Linked DNA regions of Zea mays: region 2 is linked to region 1. A link is a contact called in public Hi-C data. All regions are on one chromosome and are shown on one strand. Each heading gives the region's core, a stretch centred on a gene start, on an enhancer-like site or on the middle of the called end of the contact. The rest is flanking DNA. Distances are from core to core; before and after follow the strand shown. Region 1 has its middle 14 kb from the start of LOC100281073. Region 2 holds the start of LOC100101547 (omega-6 fatty acid desaturase, chloroplastic).

Region 1 (7,106 bases), core at 1,715-4,214:
GGTTACTTCGGGTAAAACTTTATGCACGAGGAGAGAGCAGAGATTTAACTTATCTGTGTTCCATTGTATTTCGATTTAATTTCCCAGATTTAATATAGTTGTTATGGCCACTTGGCGATATATATAAATATACGATGCCACACAACACAATCAAACAAAATATAAAGTGAAAACAAAATTGTTTACGAAGGTTGCACATAATGTGACTTCACGACCTTGAACAACCCACCACAATCCACGCGAGTACAAGCTCTAGCGTATCTGGCGTCAACGCGTGTGCGGCCATCAGGGCTACGATAGTATAGCAAGCCTTCGTAATAAGCGCAACAGGCACAATTATGGCTCGGTAATTGGGGAACACGATAAATCCACGCAACGTGCACAACAGGCGCAATTTTTGGCTCGCGTTAGACAGACAGTGCCTACAGGGCATGCAAAAAATACGCGACACAGCGATGACGGTCTGACTCAACGGGAGCAATCCGATTAATGGAGAGCGCGACGTAGCAATCACATAACGCAACTAAGTTCGAACGACACAAATACTGCGTCGTGTTGCCAGGGTGCAGCCAGTGCACAGCCAACGCCATAACTTGGTCGATTAATAACGTAGTCTGATCGATGTGTCTGAGTACCCACTATACAATTTAATCGCTCGACGTGAGTCCAAAAGCTCACATATCATAAATATTTAGAGCGATATGAAAAAAAACGTAGTGTGTCCTTCACATGCATTTTAATAATTTTCTACTAATTATTTACTATGAGAAATAAAAGCAGAAAAAACAGAATTAATGCATGAACATAACACATCAGATCTGATGTAAAATATGTTTATCCATATTTAAGCATATGTTTTTCTAATTAATTATTTGTGGCAGGAAATAATTATTTTAAATAGAAATCACAACATAAAATATGCTTTATTCAATTTGCTATGTGCAATTAAATTGAATAAATAATATAAAGCATGCACATATTTTAATATTGTACCAAAGTTTATTAATTCAGCAAAAAATATAGGAAAAAACTGTAAAAGAAAAATCTCACTCCCGAGATAACCGGATCAGCGAGATCCGTTGACAAGGTAGCATGCACATTTTATCTTTATTACTGTAGCTGCATGCACTTAAAGAATTTTCATTTCGTTTTTTTTTCTCATCCGCACTTCACATATGGCTGCAACATGCAAGCAGATGACTGCATGCTTATCCTTGTACTATGCGCGGGAGGAAAGAGTCAATACGAGATCTCCAAGTAACTGAACCATGGAATGGACATGCAAGCCACTTCCAAGACGGTGCATGCGCTGCATTTGACCGTGTCAAATCACTTGAATGACCACATAGCAGGATCGTGCCCTCACATCGCCTTAGAATATGGAGGAGCAAGCAGAGCCGTCACGCACGCAAGCAACGAGCAACGGATTTGCTGGCGGCTGCCGCCTGGGCTCAGGTGAGCGAGTCGCAGCTCGAGCTCTATGCCAGACCACGGTTTGCTGATCGCTTTCTCTCGCGGACGCGCAGACTCCACCGTGGCCACGAGCTGGCAAGCTTCTCCGGTACGGGTGTGACCTTAGCGCGGCGCGACTTCTGGCGCGGCGCGGCTGCAGGCTGCCGATGTGGGTGCGCCTCCAGCGTGTGCACAAACTCCAGCGCGACGCGGAGGAAACAGCAGAGAAGCATATCTGATCTCACAGAGATATAGGATGGTGGCTGTACCATGTGCCCCTACGGGGAAAACCGGAGTGGCGACCAGATTCTTCCGATGAACATTTTAAGAACAATATAGTCAATCTCATACCGCTCGATTACGTAGAGGAATCGAAACCTGTCGCGTAGGACAGTTCGGCTAGGCCGGAGGACCTGCCGGCTTGGCGAAGAGTTGATGCTGATCTGATCCCGTAGCAACGTTGAGGTAGAGCGTGCTGATAACGTATTGAGAACTACGTTACCACGGATCACCAGATCCGCTCCCTTCCCTCCCGTCAGCAGTAGAGACGCAAGAAGCTGTAGAGGACCCGTCTCCCTTCCCATAAGCACGACAGAGAAAACACACGAGACACATGATATAGGGTTGGGCCTCTGGCCTCTTTCTGATCTCTGTATTATGAGGGGGTGTACATGTTCCTTATATAGAGATGTGAGACCCCTCAGAGGCAAAAGCAGATATTTGCCCACATAACCCTAACTAGGGTTACTTAACAATTGGAAAGGTGGCGGAATTTTCTAAGTGGCGCCAGACCTATTTGGTGCACCACCGATGCGCCACCACACATATCTGGTGTCTTCTATGTCGACTAGTAGCACGCCCGGGCGGGGGCATGTGCGACCGGTGCACAAGAACAGGGCCCCCTCCCTCCAAGGGCCCCTAAAATAATAGTTAGCGATAGTTTAATCAATACAAATTTTTAGTAATGATTAGAAGGTCTAGCTAAGCCAGCTCGACAAGAATAAAACATGGTGTTTGTCGTAACAACCGAGTATCAATCTGTCATACAACTCATTTTGGCTATATGGCGAAGTGCAGCTAGCACATGCTGGCATAACATCCAAACATTAAGATCATTCGTTACCGTTATTAAACCATTTTCTACATTAATAATTCAATCACGGTTAATAAATGAGATTAATCTATACCATCTATTCTTAACAAAGAAAAAAAAATCGATACAGAACCTTGAATTATGCTAGCCCGGTCCTGACTAGTAGTTGGCGAGTGGCGACTACTGAGCCTTACGGGTATCCGATGTTCCACTAGAGACGTACATGGTACGTGAAAAAAGAAGAGACACAAAATTCGCACAAGGTACGTAAGCCCATAAGCGCCGCGGGAAGCAGGTTTGACAGCCCATGTTGCTTCTGAAATGTGGGCCGTGACCTCTCGACCTGCGGCAGCCAGCTCCATCTATTAACCCGGCCTGCCAGACTATCTGGCAAGGCAGGCCTGCAGGGGCCGTCCTGTCCTGGCCCAACTTCGGCATCGCAAGACCCAGAAGCCCACCGAAGCCTGCGCACAGGGCCATGGGAGCACTTCTGCCTGGCACAAATCCTTTTCGCGCTCGCGGATCCTCCCACGCGAAAAACGGCTCAAATGGACGCATTTTACAACCGCCGCCGAGGCGCCGATGCCACAAGCTGCCTGCCTTCTCAACCCTTTCTACAAGACACGGGGCGGTGGCGACACAACAGCAGACAACGGCAAAAATTTAAAGCTCGCTCTGTGAAAGCGATGGCGGCACACGGGCGGAATTCAGCGCCCTGTCCTCTGAAACGACGCTTTCTGAGCTTTCTTTTGTGTGTATATATAGGTTTGGTGGCTGATGGTTGCTGCTGCCTCGCCACTGTGGCCATCACGCTTTTCAGCAAAGGCGAAACAAGGAGGGACAGCAGCACTAAGCGTGCTGTCATCGTGTCACCTCACCGTACCTGCGCTGCACAAAAGCGCAAGCGCAATATATAGAGAATATTGGGTCTGTTTGGTTCGGTTTTTTTTATAACGAGCTTTTCTAAAAATTTGGCTGCGAAGAAAATTTGGGTATCGTGAAGATTACGTGTAGAATAGATAAAAGAGTTCATATGGTTTAGAATGTTGAAAGTGACGGTTTCCTATTATCGCAACAACTCACCCGATTCCGTGTTTACGTCGGTTTAAAATGGTTTTGACTAAAGTGATTTCCATAGAACCGGGTTGAAAAGATGAACATTTGAGAGTCTGCAGTAGTTTCTAGTGGACAGAAACTAAAAAAAAACTGAAACAAACAGTTTGTAAAATAACCGCAGCAATATCTCAAAAAAAATTATAATCGTACTAAGTCAAACGGTTTAAATTTTGAGAAAATTAAAATAAAAAGTTATCAATATTTTGTTAATACTAACTAAATAAGTATCATTAGAATTTATCTTCGATATTTATTTTGAAGTCATACGCATTGATAATTTTTTTTCTATAAAATTTAGTGAGCCTTAAAATACTTTGATTTTGGTCGTATCCAGAACTACATTTTCTTTGGAAATGGTATTAGTATTAATTAAGAGTAGCTGGCTGAGAGATTTGCAGCAGAAATATGACATGGTGGCATGTTGGTAGGTGCTCACTCTTCTGCACGCTAGCCAGCGTGCACTGAACAGGGTCACACGAAAGAACACGCGAGGACGGCAAAACTAACATCGCCTCACCTAGGTCGGCAAGATAAGAACTTCACCAATAGCGTACCGACATGTTAGTATGTTGCTGATAATGATAGATCACCCGTAGTTTGGATAGCACGGCCAGCTTGATCCGGGAAGTTGGTAGGATGGCGAAATTTCAGTTTCCTAATGATGCAAAAAAAAAACCCTCGTGATCTTCTTATGATTGGATCATTGGAAGCCGGATCTTATACGTGTTTTAACGTAGAACAGACTAATTGTAGCCTAAAATTTGTCCGCACAAAAAAAACTTCTCAACACCTTTAAAACACCAGTTTCTTGTGGTGTGGGTCATGCGTCATGTGCGAAAACTCGTAGGTTTGTTGCTCTCTCCCACTTCACGTTTAACAATAGGCATCAATAAGTTGATACACAATAGATGAGTCATGAGAAATCATTTAAGCTCAACATGATAGGAAGCCACACGTAACGTAACACTGTCATATAGTACCACCTCGATAGCTGAAGGGGACGATCGACCAAACGAGCTATAAAAAAAAGTCAAACTCTTTTTCAACTCATATCTTTTCCGTCCTTTTAACTAAGATAAAGTGTAATATTCTTTATCAGTTAAATAACTGATATGAGGATCATATTTTTATTTTAATAAAAATTAATTTTATAGATATCAAATATGGTAGTGTGCTGTCGCAGCATACCAACATTGTACTGGTACAACTTATAAAGTGCAAGTTGTTTAATCTAAAATTTCTCTTGCACAATAGACATCTAGCTGTTCGGACTGCTGCAGGTGCAATCCATAGAGATAAACACTGTATAAGCAGTATAAATCGGTATAGATTAAAGCTAAACAAATTGATGCAAACACATAAAAGTCTGGCATGAACATGTCGAGTGTCCAAGTGTCCACAATTAGAAGGGGTGCGAGTTTAGCTGCACAACATCAAACTGGAAGGCATGTACGCTTAGTACGAAATCAACACACATTCCATCATAAAAAAAATGCCGCTATAGAATATAGAATATGTGTTCATTTTTAAAATTTTAATCAAATGTATAAAACAATGTTAGCAATAATTATATTTTTGAATAAATCTATTATGAAAACATATTTAACGATTCATCTAATGATACTAATCATCGAGAATAGAAGTTAGTTTTAGGGTTTGTTTGGTTAGAAAGGGATCCAAGAGTATTAGAGGGGATTTAGAGAAAAACAAAATAATTTCTCTCCTATTCCCCTTCTAACCAAATAAGACCTTAGAGCAACTCAAATGGTTCTCTAAACAAATTCCAAAATCTTAAATTTAAGAAGTGAAAAGAAAAATCCTTCTCCAATAGTTTTCCAAATAGACTTGCTAAATTTAGTACTTTCTATACAACCTCAATTGCTCTATAGATTTGACAACTCGATAGGCAATCTATACACGGTTGGCGTCGATTTCTTCAACGCGTGTTCATTTTCCATATCCTCGTGCAGCGAGGTAGCCTGATTCGGCGCGCTCTTTTTTTCGTCCTCTTCAGTGCATCAAGGCATCCAGGTCCGACGCGCGTGACATAATCTTCTCCTTTGCGCTGGATTGTGATATCCTGGCCGACCCCTGGGATGATGATTTCTTGGCCTAAGGCTTAATATAATTAATAGAGTATCCATACCAACAAGGTGCATCTTCTTTTTCGGAAGCTTATCTCGAAAAAACCTCCAAGTTAAGTGTGCTTGGCTTGGAGCAGTTTGGGATGGATGACCGACTGAGAAGTTTTCTCGGGTGCACATGAGTGAGCACAAAGTGCGCACAAAAGACTCGTGTTGGTCTGTGGGGACAATATATGATTCTAGAGAGCTACTAGGAGTAGTACCACTGGTCCATGGATTGGACGAGGTGTTACAAGTGGTATCAGAGCCGACCCTCGCGGATTCACAGGCGTGTGTGGGTTAGGGGTTCGGGTATATAGCACATGACACATGTGGGCCCAGAGTGGTCACATGGCATGACATATGACGACACTAGACACACAGACGTGGCTAAGAGGGGTTGACCGACGAAGACGTCGGTTTTCTAAGGGGGTGGATTATGATATCCTGGCCCCTAGGATGGTGATTTTCTAACCCAATGCTTAATAGAATTAATAGAGTATCCATACCAACAAGGTGCATCTTTTTTTCGGAAGCCTATCTCGAAAGAACCTCCAAGTTAAGCGTGCTTGGCTTGGAGCAATTTGGGATGAGTGATCGACTTGGAAGTTTTCTCGGGTGCGCATGAGTGCGGACAAAGTGCGCACAAAAGACTCGTGTTGGTCATGGGGACAATATATGATTGTAGAGAGCTGTCAGGAGTAGTATCGCTGGTCCAGGGATTGGACAGGGTGTTACATTGATCGTCGCTTTCCCACTGGTCGCACCGACCAGTCTTCTACTCTGCCCCTGATGTCCTCTTCCCTCGACTCCGTTGCTAACCAGGTCCAACGGGACCAAACTGTTTTTTATTCTTAATAGTTATTTAGTAACTTGCTGAACATAAGTTTAGATGTTTTTTTATAAAGAACTATTGAAGTTGCTCAATAGAAAAAGAATAGCAAGAATGTATATATACATTGCAAGCGTCCACGTCTCCATGTTGCTCCTTTTGCCCTACGCCAGTTGGGCAAGTGAATACCCACTAAATTCTTTACTTGGCTATCCGCAACCGTTATCTCTAATTTTTTCTCCCTATATCACTTTCCCCCTATTGTTTCCCTATTTTTTCATCTCCCGCAGCGGTTCCCCCTAAATACTCCTCTATACCCCACTACAACTATAAAATATCATTTTCTATATCAACTATCAATTTTTTATCTACTAACAATTACTCGTGGACCCACAGCACAGTGTTTAGGGTGATGAACAGTTACTCCTTTTCTAGATCTGGGGGGAGAGAGAAGGGGGCCAGTGCGTAAGGGCGCTGTAGGGGGCACCGC
Region 2 (6,911 bases), core at 2,142-4,641, 170 kb after region 1:
AGGTATATGTGTTGGAGGGGTGTTGAACTGTGGTGGCGGAGCTAGTGTGTTTGCAAACTGGCTCCATTGTGGTGATGGTGGAAAATTTGTTGTCATGCCCTGTTGCTGCATTAACTGTTAAACATATGTGTTACTATTGAAGATGTTGTATTGAAATATAATAATTTAGAGTTCGGATTATTTGTACTCACTTGATACATCACTTGGTTATGTGCATTGCAAGCCTCCATAAATTCGTGTTGTTGTCTCATCTCTTCACGCATCCTCATAATCTCCAACTCCTGCTCGTTCGGTCGACGAGAGCATGAGCTACGGGAAGACGAACCCGTCCTCTGAGATCTCACCGACGACGAGTCAATGAATCCGTCGAAGAGTGTGTATCTATAAGTGATTCAAAAAATGTGATTACTGCACAATCAATTTAGTGTCAACCATATAATTTCATAAGTTAGAGCTTATCGTCCATGCGCTTTGCCACCACCACTTGCGTACACCACCGAGGGATCCACCGGTTCATGGCGCCAGTCGAAGTCAGGGCCATGGCGACGAACCATCTCCTCCCCATATGCCGCCTATACATCATTCACAACCTTACAAATGCAGGAATTTCTATACTTTGAACGTTTGTACTTTTGGGCCAAAACTCACCAGCCGATACGTGGCTGTCTGGCTGCAGAGCTGGTCAGGGTTGTTCGGGTCTGTCCTTTGTGGACCTCCTGATAGACCTCAATGTCACTAGGCTTTTGGCCACTCGTAGCTTCCTGTATAAATAAAAACATTCATAAGCAATCGTACTATTTGCTGATCGACATAGCTAGATCAAACTTACCATTCTTTTAGCTTTTCGTATCATGTCATCACCGTCAAACTTGTGGTTAGGATTGGTTCCTCGACATTGTCTGTGATGCGCTAACACTTTCTGGAAGCCTTCGGAAGCCCAATATCGACACCAAGCATAGTACGCATCAGGCACGGGCGCCATCCATGGAACCATCACCTGCACACACAATGTTATATATTATATCAATCACCAAAATCAATATAAAGAGTAAAACAAATTGAATACTAACCTCACGATATTGATCCTCAGTCAAATATATCTTTGAGGACCCTTCCTTTTTATTCAAGGGGCCTGCTTCTTCCGGATGCTTTTGAAAATACAGGTTTGTAGCCACACATGTGATATTAAATTAACTCTAATCACATGTGTTATTAAATTAATACTAATCACATGAAAGTTAACTCCCGTCGGCCATAAAAAACCGACGAAAATAAACATGTACACACATAATTAACATTCACAATCCCATGCATTAACATCTTTAACTCACGTGGGTGTCGTAGTCGCTTCGGAGATGCGGTCGGGGGCGGAGGCGGCGCTTGGGCGCGGCGGCGGCGCTCGAGGAGGCAGCGACGACGCTTTGGGAGACGTTTGGGGCGGCGACGACCCTTGTGGCGGCAGCGGCGTTTGTGGGCGTGATGGGAGGCCCGACGGCGGTGTGGGCACGACGGGGACGAGCGAGGGCGGGCACGACGGCGGTGGACGGGCGGGCGGGCGCGGCGGCGCGGACGGGCGCGGCGGGGACGACACGACGGCGGGGACGGGCGGCACGGCGGTGGCGGCGGTTTTGAGAGAGAGGAAGAAACAGAGAGATGAGCCCGTGCGGGGTGCTCCCCGCGGGTTCATAAACATTTAATTCCCGTCGGCCAGAGCGTAGGCCGACGGGAATAACCTAATCCCCGTCGGCTTTTGTCAGAGCCGACAGGAGTTATCTTATTCCCGTCGGCCTGTGTCTGGGCCGACGGGAGTTAAGTTAAGGCCCGTCGGCTGACCTGTAGCCGACGGGAGTTAACTAACTCCCGTCGGCTTTTCGTCTGGCCGACGGGAGTTAATCCGACCGACGGGAATCTTCAGGATTCCTGTAGTGAACACTAAATGAGTTCTCACAAATTAATTTAACCAAAAATAAATAAGGTCTTATTGAAAGGAATAAATAATGTGTCCGTAGCACAGAAACTGAAGAGTAGACAAATAGTACCTACAAAGTTTCAGTGTCGCATTTCTCAAAAGTTTTCTCAAAGTCATCCTCATACAACCATGAACACTTACTGAGATACAGTTCTGTATGACTGTCGCACAATACAGAAAGAAAACCATTCTCGTCTCTAATACCTATTTATATGATATAACCAACAAACCACGCATACTTTAGTGTTAAGAAATAAACAATAATTATATTTGAATAAATATCTTAATAACTATTTATATGATATAAAAATCGTAGTAAAGCATGGGTAACTAGCTAGTTAAATATTATGGACAAAAGCCTTATCTCATCAGTCCAGTGCATATGAACATCATGATCAAACATGCATGTAACAGTGAGCCCATACCACACATGACCATTCTACTTCAGGGACATGTCGAGAAATATCCAAAGGATCTAGTTATTAACCTATGTTTGTAGGGCTCTTTGAACTTAGCTAAGCAGGGAGCTAAAAGGATAAAGGCCTCAGAGCCCTTCAACCTTAGACCTTACGGAGTGTGTTGGTTGGTTCCAGAGTATGGTGGGACAGAGCTGCTTCGCTCTCAATTTGTTTGTTACCTGGATTAGTTCCATATATGATAAAGTGGCTCTAAAAAAGAAAATTATGCTTAAACGATAAATCATTCCACTTCTCAAAATCTCTCGGTGGAGCGGCTCCATCCCAACTAACTCTATAACTAAAACTATCTAAATAAACACATCAAATATTTGAATGATAATTATGAGTATTAAATATATTCTATTTATAAAACTAATTACACAAATAAAGACTAAAAGACGAGATGAGTTCACTAAACCTAATTAATCATACATTTAATACTGATATTCAAATATTTGATTTGACACTAAAATTTAGTTAGAGGAACCAAACATCTTTAAAAGGCCTCGAGATTTGACCCTAATCTCGATGGAGTGATGGCCTAGGAGACAAGTAAGAGCTTGATGGGTTTAAAAGAGATTGAAGGAGATTAACTCTTTTCTTAGTCAAAATTGAATTAGAAGAGATTTAATTTCTTTAGGGCCCGTTCATTTCTGCTGGAATAGATCAGAATTAATTCTAAATCTCTAAAATTTATAGTAATTATTGAAGTAATCAAAGCCAGATTTATTCCACCCCTACGTTCTATGCGAAACGAAGAGGCCCTTAATCTACTTTGATCCTTCGCAATCGAAGAGGCTAAAAAACATGACATGACTCACGTGTAGTTTAATAAAAGTTATTACAAATTAAAAAATACCGACGACGTCGTCAATGCTGACCTTCGGGACCCACCAACCGAACCAGGCAACGTCGCACCATCCTTTTCCTTTCCTCGCAGCAGCTGCGCGGCGCGGCGGATCCTGTCCACAAGTTCATGACCCGCCCCCCCACCCCCAGTGGCGGTGGCGGCAGACCCGCCGGGCAGCTGGACCGAGCCGATCGGTCCGGTCCCATCTCAGCGGCCCGCGGCGCCTGCCCACCCTCTCAGCCAAAAGCCCCCTGCACCCAGTCCATCCAAACCTGTGTCCGCAGCTCTCGCCAGCCAGTCGCCGCCACGAGAGGGGATGTCGACGGCGAGCGGCGTATCCGCTGGCTCCGTGCTCCAGCTGCCCTCCTTTCGGGTAGGAGGACGCTCCGCTGTCTCGCATATATGTTAATTGTTCAGAATGCGTGCTTTGGCCTCCGCGGCTCTGCAAAGCCCGATACGTGCTCGCTCTAACTCTTCCGATGCGCTTACCTGGCTTTGGTTGTTGACGTTCAGGTGCCGGCCAAGAGATTTCTGCCTCGGAGAACAGCCGCTGGTGCTCCGGCTGGTACGCTTCTGCTCGCGTAACTGTTAGGACTGGTTCGTGGGTCCTGTAGTATGGTGGACTGGATTAGTGGTTTTTTGTCAGAATGCAGGCCTTTGAGTGGTGCAGAACTGGATGCTTGTAGCCTGCTGGTTTTTATTCTCAAAATTCTATAGTCCTCGCTTATGTAAATTCTTAAAATTGTTATGTTATTTCCATCCTGACCAGGTATTGTGTTAAGACAAGAAAGATGTTAAATTTTGCAGGCTGATAAATTATACCATAGAGAACGCTAACTAGGTCATCAAAGTTTATCCTAATGTGAATTCACTATTAGCTTCGTTTTTATCTAACATATCTCACTATGCTGATATGACATTTTTGTCTTTGTCAGGTAACTTTTTTGTGAAGAGAGATATTATATATAATAGAAGCTACCACCAATTCTTACCATTGAAGCATATAGGAGGCTTGCAAGCAGCAGTACTTCCAGTTACTCCACCACTATTAGATGGTGAGGGGAAAAAGAAACAAATGGCTGAAGAGTATGGGTTCACACAAATTGGAGATGAACTACCAGATGATATTACTCTTAAAGATGTCATGGATACTTTACCTAAAGAGGTGGCAACCGTCAACACCAGTTTGCTTTTGGTGTTCCAATGTCACAAATTCTAACGTAATTTTTTCTATTGATAGGTATTTGAAATCAATGATGTGAAGGCTTGGACATCAGTTTTGATATCAGTTACTTCTTATGCGCTGGGTTTATATTTCATTGCTAAGTCTCCATGGTATCTTCTTCCCTTGGCTTGGGCTTGGACAGGCACAGCAGTGACTGGGGTTAGCTCTGTCCCTTGTTCTATAAACTCTTGTGGATTTGCCTGCACGGGCTCATGTTTTTATCTGTGTAGCACTGTAGCTTCATTCACACTCTATATCATTTTTTTGTAAAGTTTTTTGTGATAGGTCATGATTGTGCTCACAAATCATTTTCAAGGAATAAGTTGGTTGAAGATGTTGTTGGAACCTTGGCTTTCATGCCATTGATATATCCTTATGAACCGTGGAGATTTAAGCATGACCGACATCATGCCAAGACAAACATGTATGTACATAACTCCTTGTGCATCAACCTCTAATGTTTTTTAGACTCCAAAAATGCACTTCGAGGCCCAAGTAGTATTAATTTCTACTACTCTTCCAGAAGTTTTGCTTTCATGCATTGCATTGCAATGAGAATTTACCCCATTGTGCACTTATTCACACGGCATCTTCTTGTCTGTTCTAGTTTTAGTACTGTCCTTGACATGGATTTAACTTTGTTTTTCAGTTTTCAAACTTCCACTGAATATTTTATATTGCTTTCGATTCAGCTAATTCTAGGGAATGACAGCTGAGCAACATAATAGTTAAAATTTACATTTCTGATTTAGCATATGTAATACTTATACTTGCTTTCTAATATTCACTGAGCACAGATAACAGATATACTGCATGTTCTTTAATCATAGTATAACTTTATAAATTTTTTGTGCCCCATTTGGATCCTTTGAATTAAAATTCATTCTAATAATTGTAATTTAGACATAGATCAAATAAGCTAATATGATTGTATGCGGAATATATCTGTATATTATTATTGACCATATGAGGGAGATAGTTATGTCTTTATATATTGCATTTCTATGGTAAGGGGGTGAGACGACTATAGAATCAGTGTTCATCTCCTTTCTCCTACCCTATGAATTTAAGATAGGCTTATATCTGAACTTTAGAAAGTTTTGAAATGTCAAATTCCAAGGCGTATAACCTACTCCATTAAGTAGATTCCAATTTCTCCAAAATGAAAGGATCAAAACAATCACTTTGGGTATTTGTATAAACTTTCAATATAGATGAAGTCATAACCTGAAAGGCCTTGAATACTTTCAAATGCCAACCATGTCCTAATATGCATTTGGAACATTTACCATTTGTGCAATGTCCAGGTTGATAGAAGATACTGCATGGCAACCTGTTTGGCAAAAGGAAATTGAATCATCACCTTTTCTAAGGAAGGCAATTATTTTTGGCTATGGCCCTATCAGGCCATGGATGTCTATTGCTCACTGGTATTTCTTTTTCAACCAATTCTGTATTGCAGGATGAATTACTCCATGATATAGTATTTCTGCTAACTATTGATCACCTGTTGGTCAGGTTGATTTGGCACTTTGATCTAAAAAAATTCAGACCAAATGAAGTTCCAAGGGTTAAGATAAGCTTAGCATGTGTGTTTGCATTCATGGCGATTGGATGGCCCTTGATCATTCTCAAATCAGGACTAGCTGGATGGTTTAAGTTCTGGTTCATGCCATGGATGGTTTATCATTTTTGGGTAACATTTCTTATTTTCTACCATCATTGTTGAAGTGCACATGAAGGGCAGGCCTAGTGCACTGGTGGGAGCTGTCTCACCGAGTCACCAGGTCACGGATTCAAAGCAGCCTCTCCACATTTGTGGAGGAAGGCTTTCCTAGACCCCATTCATGTGGGAGCCTCTAGCACTGGATCTGCCCTGCCCATTATTGAAATGCACATAGTGTCTAAGACTCTAAGTACATGATAGTTATTATTACTATCATGCTCTTACTCTATTTAAGTGTTTATAATATTTAACATTTCTTATTTCCTGTTACATTCATCTATTGAAATCTACATGGTGTCAAAGACCATGACATTTTTTTTGTCATGTTCTGACTCCATTATACTTTTTTAATAAATTTAAGTAGATCATTTTAATTTATTAATACATGCTTAACCTCTGTAAACTACTGACCCGTGGAGTCGATCAAATCCTCTAGAAAGAGGTGTCCGTTTGCACAACCTTCCATCAAATATTTTGTGGAGGTTTAAAGACAAATGGGTATACTCTAGTAGCCATTGCATTTCCTTGTGATATTCAGATCGAAATGCTATCATCCAATATAGTATATGTACTTTATTTTTATATTATTATTAGAGCTTCTTTACTATTTTCAGAAATTAACAACAGACTGGTTCCTGCCCACATGAATTTGCCAGCAGCTCATTTCATAACATTTTGGAAAC

Evidence for each region. A called contact is a pair of places that touch in the nucleus more often than the background predicts.
Region 2: a contact with region 1 is called in a Hi-C map of leaf, with 5 times the contacts expected there. The contact joins the promoter of LOC100101547 here to the enhancer-like site in region 1. A contact is called at or near these places in 4 of 25 Hi-C or Micro-C datasets (bundle sheath, ear, leaf and 1 more).

The regions. Positions count from the first base shown.
Region 1 is chr1:216,271,572-216,278,677 of Zm-B73-REFERENCE-NAM-5.0, forward strand. No RefSeq gene overlaps it. Among protein-coding and RNA genes, the nearest start is that of LOC100281073, 14 kb to the left of the region's middle. Within about 2 kb of position 2,965, at least 17 of the 20 cell types and tissues checked have an H3K27ac peak or open chromatin away from gene starts, as enhancers often do. A contact at or near this core is called in bundle sheath, ear, leaf and 1 more, where this site is marked.
Region 2 is chr1:216,437,882-216,444,792 of Zm-B73-REFERENCE-NAM-5.0, forward strand. It overlaps LOC100101547 (omega-6 fatty acid desaturase, chloroplastic), which reads left to right and starts at 3,392. Exons shown (of 10, transcript NM_001319699.1): 1 at 3,392-3,650; 2 at 3,791-3,842; 3 at 4,213-4,442; 4 at 4,518-4,661; 5 at 4,775-4,926; 6 at 5,810-5,932; 7 at 6,021-6,198. The coding sequence starts at 3,594.